2 separate regions of the Anas platyrhynchos genome follow, and region 2 is linked to region 1. The links are chromatin contacts, called in public Hi-C maps. All regions are on one chromosome and are shown on one strand. Each heading gives the region's core, a stretch centred on a gene start, on an enhancer-like site or on the middle of the called end of the contact. The rest is flanking DNA. Distances are from core to core; before and after follow the strand shown. Region 1 overlaps EBF2 (EBF transcription factor 2). Region 2 holds the start of EBF2 (EBF transcription factor 2).

Region 1 (3,040 bases), core at 35-2,534:
AGGATGGAAACTGATTCTAAGGCGGATTCTTAGCTAAGGCATGCAAACAACTCATGACAAAAAGGAGGAAAGCTTGCCCTTACACCTATTTGCTAAAATCATTGTTTCTTTAGGAGCTAATAATTCCTGTGTCTAATTTACCAGGTGAAGCCATTCATTTGTAGCTGAAAATCGGAGACACAACACAAGTGGTGATGTTGGTTTGGTGGTGTGCCTTCCTCGTAGGATCATAGGATAATTTATTTGGAGAATTTTCAAAACATTAGCCTCTTTGTTCTAGGTGCTTTCTGAGTGCTCCAGAAAAAAAAGACAGTCTCTGTCCCAAAGTACTGGCCAGAATTTCTAATTTCACATCACCCACAGCTGTAAGAAATGTAGAAATGCTTCCCCCACTGAGCAGCTTGGGGTGTGAGCATGGAGCGGGCTGCGGTGACTTCAGCTGGAGATGGGTAGAAACTTTTCTTTGTGTTTTTTTTTTTTTTTTTTTTTTTTTTTTGGTAGAAATGGGTCAGAGCTTAAAAGAACGACAGCACTAAAATATAAAAGAAACTGCCTATCTCAAATTAATCTTCTGCCTCTGGATTTCTCGTTCCTAGCGGCAGTGGCTATTTCTCTAGCCCGGTGTCAGCTTGGTAACGAGGGGAGAGGAACAGGCAGTAGCTTGATTGTTCTGGATGAACTATCAGCGATCCACTGGGAATACTGGTACCTTGACCTCTCTGACCCTCAAAGTGCTGAGTGTGGAAAATGTGAAGTCTCCATGGACCTCAATATGCACAAGATGTCAGAAAAATGCAGTTCTTGGAAAACTGTACCTTTTTTTAAGGTTGCATCATTGTGCTAACGTTACAAGTTTGCCTTCTTTTTGTTTGGTTTTGTCCCCAAATGCATGTTTTCCTTTTTTTTTTTTTCATCCTTTCGGTAACGTTCACATTTTTTATTGCATTTAGGGTGTTTGCAATTGTCCCGAGAGAAGAAAAATGTAATAGAAGATTTTAAACACAGTTACATTGCAAAATTGCATCGTGTTTCTTCTCCTGCCTCCACCACAGAGCTGGGATCTCTTTTAATAATGTCTTCCCCACATTTAGCCAAAATCTCTGCTGAACTTGAGTAAACTTCCTACAGCTCCTTTTGGACTCATTAAGGGCCAAGCTATATTTCAATTTTGATATTTGGGCGTTTCCTTGGCAACAGTTTTTTCATTTGGACACACGGAAGGTTATGGATCATACACTTGCTTCTCTGAATTCCCAAGAATTGTTCAGCGTAGTAAAGCACGGCCCGAGACTGTATAATAACAAATCCGATTGCAGACTAGCTGTTTGTGACTGATGTTGCAATTTAGGATTTATAAGCATTTCCAGATTTTTTGCCAATATCCCGAAATGTGTATGGTGAGCATACAACTTGCAGCAAGTTTAGTCAACAGGGTAAGATTTCAGTTAGCGAGCCAAGGGTTTTTTTCCCTTTGGAGGAGAGAAGGGTGTATTCAATTTAAAGTTTATACAGTGTGCCTCTTCGGTGTTATTTTTTTCCCTGCTATCCATTCATGCTCTCACCACACCTGCCCTTTCTCTCAGTGTATTTTCTCCCCTGTTCTCCAACATGTGATGTGTGTGGATTTTGGAGCTGGGAATAAAAGTTCATGTTAGGCTGGCTTGAACAAATTAGTTTTTATTGCAAATGTGTTGGGTTATATCTTGAAGGAGGAGAAAAAAAAAAGACTTTTAGGAGGAATTGAGACCAGATTTGTAAGGAGCCTGAGCAGTTTGCTCTGACAAAGATCCGGACCTCAGCCTGGGTGCCGCGATAGCAGCTCAGCCTCATCACGGTCTGCTCGCTGGGCTAGTGCTGGCACTCCCAGCTCTCGAGGTGATTTCAGTAGGGGTCTCACAGCATCTCATGGAGGAGGTACAGTAGTTTTCGCATGTGAATGATTTCATCATGGATGATGATTTTTTGTTGTGTTTTCAAGATGCTGTTTTGTAATGAGCGCAATCATTTACACGTGCAGAGAAACCCAGCCCTTAATTAACTGGAGAAACCAACAGACATAAATAACATAATTCTAAAATATAGGCAGTGTGTGTGTACACGAAGTCCTGTCCCCTAACTGCCTTTTCCCCTTGAAACGGGAATGATTCTTATTAAGTAAAGTCTGCTACTTGCAAATAAAAATACTAGAAGGTTGCCAGAGGAGCAATACTTTTTAAAGACATGCAGGAAAGGCTTCTCCCTTCACCAGGGTTGCTTTGTACCACTCTGAAAGTGTAAATCATGACTGCTTCTGGTTTTGAGCCTCTTTAACATCATCTAAACAATGCAATGAAACATGAACACAAAGAAAAATGGGGCTTATCGTGCTGCGTCGTAAAAATAACCGCGTTGTATATATTCAGTACTTTATCAAAGGAGTCTTAAAAAAAAATAAAGGCATTTAAATTCTTCATTCCTGCAGACTGAATCCTTATTTACCTGAGAGACCAAACATCTCCGCTGGTGGTTTTCTGGTCTTCCAGGTAAATAAGGAACACTTCATAGGACTGCTTAGTTAACTTGCTCACCCTAGGTACAGTGGTGGTCCCTGGTGTAAATGATGTGTTTTATGAACCTGGTAAGAATTAAGTAGACAAAACAACATTTAAATAATGTTAGTAGGGTGATGTGTTTGTACTTACGCTCCCATCTGTGTACAAGTGGGCTTGATCCTAAAGATGAAAAGTTTTGGCAGACATTATTTATGGCTCATACCATTTTGTCTTTGCCTTTTATTTTTCATGAGAGCCTGAATTTGTTAGTATCAGCCTTAACTTTCAATTTCCTGGGGTTTGTCAGCTTAAGCCAGACATTTAACCTTATTCAAAAACGTTTTGCTTTATTTAACTTTTTTTCAGGTTTTGTCGTGGCAGAAATGTTATGAAAAATTGACAAAAAGACTTGGCTCAAACAGCACTGAAGACCAAGTTATTTTTCAGTTGCTTGAAACAAAGGGGAGTTGAAAAATGCTGAATTTTCACCACTACTCCCAAGTAGGAAA
Region 2 (2,890 bases), core at 365-2,864, 52 kb before region 1:
TCCTAAAGCTGGCCCGGCCCCGGAGCTGGGGCTGGGGGGGCTCCTGGGCTGGGTCCGGCTCCGCAGCCGAGCGGCTGGAGGTCGGGGGGAGCACTTTCCCCATGGGAGCCCAGCAGCCCCGCTTGGGGAATTCCGCAGGGTGTCACTGCCCCAAATAATCCTAGTACACAGAGGGACTCTTACCGGGGGAAAGGTACCCGTGCCTATTGCGAAAGTAAAACCAAATTCGCTGTAACGCGTCCGTTTACACTGCGCGTTCTTATTCTATTACTTTTTTTTTTTTTTTTTTTTTTTTTTTTGGGATGTGTCACCCTGTTTTCTGACCGGAGAAATAATCGCATCGCAGGGCTGTGAACATCCCGGCGTTGGCCTCGGCTCGCAGCAGCGCTGAGCTCCCGGTGCTTTGCTTTATAACGCCCACCTTGCCCCTGGCTAACGCGACAAATTCACCGGGTGCGCCTTGGTGAATTTGGGGAGGGGGCTGCGGTGGGAAATGCCCTTGAGCAGGCATCGGGTGAGGTCTGGATCACCCAAAAGTCTGGCGCTTCTGTGGGCAGAGCGATCCGGAGTGCCGGCTTTGCCCTCGATCGCGCCTGAATTAAGGATACGTTTTATGAAAGTCTTCGGGGAAGGTTTGAATTCGTAATTTTTGTTTCAGGAGAACTGCATCAAACTTACTGGGAACCACCCGGCATTTAGCAGAACGGTGCCTTCTGAAATCTAAGCGTGCGCGGGTGCAAGGAGTTAGAAATACGAGATCGATTTCCGAATTAATCTCATCCCGTTAAAAAATAAAGCGGGTTAAAGAGGAGCTGCGGATAATGAGCGGAGGAAATCCTGGCGCTGTCCCTTTAACTACCGAACATCTGATTCCCTCATCTGGCAGATGGTCGCTGAGCACAGATTTGCATTCATTGTCTTGAAATCTGTTTTCGCGTTGCTGTTAGATGGATTTCAGAGGCAGATCTATACGCGGATCCCGCTACAAAAGGGCCGGGGGGGAAATAGCAGCGAGACAAAGTGGTTTTAGGAAAAAAACCCAACTCAAACCACAGGTAGCGTCCTGCCTCACCGCCGGCTGGGCTGGGGGAGCTCCGCTTTCCTTTCCCGGGCCCTCTTTCCCTCGGCAGGACCTTACGGGAAGTTTTAAGTCTGGAGGAACGGGGGCTGCCCTGCCCGTGTCGCGACATGTCGCCCAGGGTGGCACCGCGCGGGCAGAGCCTCCCGGGGCAGCCCCGTTGGTCGCTTCGATCCGTTTCAAAGCCGGCACCCGCGCGGCTGCTTTCTTAATTAATTTATTGGATGGATTTATTAAGGGCTTTGCGGAGCAGCCCGGTTACCGCGGCTGGACCGCGTGGGGCTGCGAGGCTGCAAGCCGGAGGCCGAGCTGAGGGGCCCGGGAGCCGCTCCCGGATTCGGTCCCGCTCCGGTTCCGCTCCCGGTCCCGGTCTCGACCCCACTCCCGATCGCGCTCCGGGTCCCGCTCCCGGCCGGGCACCGGGGCCGGAGCAGAGCGGGGGAGCCGCGCCCTGAGCCCTCCAATCGGGGCGGGCCATGCAAATGAGATGCCCTTTTATGGACACCAGGCCCCGCCCCCTGCCCGCCGTGCCCCATTGATGGTGTCGGGGCCGGGAGGCTGCGGCTCCTCCCCGGCGCGGGCTGCCCGCCGCGAGGCTCCGGCTCCCTCCCCGCTCCCCTGCCTTCCCCGAGTCATCCCCAGCCCTTCTGCCCCCCTCTTTTTTTTTTTTTTTTTGTGTATGTTTCCCCCCCCCCGGATTGGGCAGCAATCAATCCTTCTCCCCCTGTCTTTCGAGAAACAGGTGATCCTCGTTACCCGCGAGCGGTTGCTGGCTGCAGTTTCCTCGCCCGCGTTTGAATGATGATGATCCCAGGCAAGAGTGAATCAGCGTAACTTTTGCTCGGCGAGAGGACAAACTTTTTTCCCCCCTCATTGAAGGCATTAAAACACACGTAGCACCAAAAAGCAGAAGAAGTTGGTTTTAACGCTGAAGTTCTCCACTTCCCTGGGATTTGTGTGTGTCACTTGCAGAGGCTGCGTGGTTTTCTTCTCCTCCCGCATCCCCCCCCCCCCCAAGGAAACTGTTGCCAGTTGGAATAGACTTTTTAAATGTTTGGGATTCAAGATACTTTAGGAAGAGGACCAATTCTGAAAGATAAATCTCTAGGTTCTGAAATGGATTCCGTCAGGTCCTGGGTCAGAAACGTTGGGGTTGTGGATGCAAACGTAGCAGCACAAAGGTAACCGTCACCGCATTCCCTCTCTTCTTCCGTGCTTCTTTTTTATTTTTATTTTTAAGCAATCCTTTTCCTTACTCCCTCTTGTTATTTTCATTTGACATTAAATTTATTTTCTCCCTTTCTGACACCCCCCTTCCTCCTTCCCGGTCTTTTCTACTCACTGAAGGCTCAAGACAATACGGCTATAGCTGGGGACAGGCGCTCCAAACCCGGAGAGCATCAGGAGCCCTAAAATCCAGCGCGGGCTCGGATGGCAGAGCTCTGATCACTTTCTTTTTTTATATATATATTTTATTAATTTTTTTAGCGCAGAGGGCTCTTGGTGGAAACCGCTTGCACCCAGCGCTGTAGGAGACCTCTTCCCACTTTCGGGGGCAGACAGCCGGGCAGGAGGGAACCGAGTTAAAACCAACTTTGGGGCCGCTTTTCCCCCTCGCCCGCCCCCCCGGCGCATCTTGGGTTCCTCAATTCAGGCGGCTCCGGGGCTACCGGGGGCAGCGGCCAGATCCCACCCCGCGGCCCTACAGCTGCCGGGGCAGGAGCGGACCTGGCACCGCGGGGGGAGCCGCCAGGGTTTGGGGCTGGTCGCTGTAGGGTTTGGGGCCTTTTTTTTTTTTTTTCTTGTTTGGAT

Evidence for each region. Hi-C and Micro-C count contacts between places; a contact is called where the count stands out from the background.
Region 2: a Hi-C map of skeletal muscle shows a contact between it and region 1, with 1.8 times the contacts expected there. The contact joins the promoter of EBF2 here to the enhancer-like site in region 1. A contact is called at or near these places in 2 of 8 Hi-C or Micro-C datasets (liver and skeletal muscle).

Annotation. Positions count from the first base shown.
Region 1 is chr23:2,903,930-2,906,969 of IASCAAS_PekinDuck_T2T, reverse strand. All of the region lies in intron 6 of EBF2 (EBF transcription factor 2), which reads left to right. Among named protein-coding and RNA genes, the nearest start is that of EBF2, 52 kb to the left of the region's middle. Within about 2 kb of position 1,284, at least 1 of the 8 cell types and tissues checked has an H3K27ac peak or open chromatin away from gene starts, as enhancers often do.
Region 2 is chr23:2,955,962-2,958,851 of IASCAAS_PekinDuck_T2T, reverse strand. It overlaps EBF2 (EBF transcription factor 2), which reads left to right and starts at 1,614. Exons shown (of 16, transcript XM_038167023.2): 1 at 1,614-2,259. The coding sequence starts at 2,129.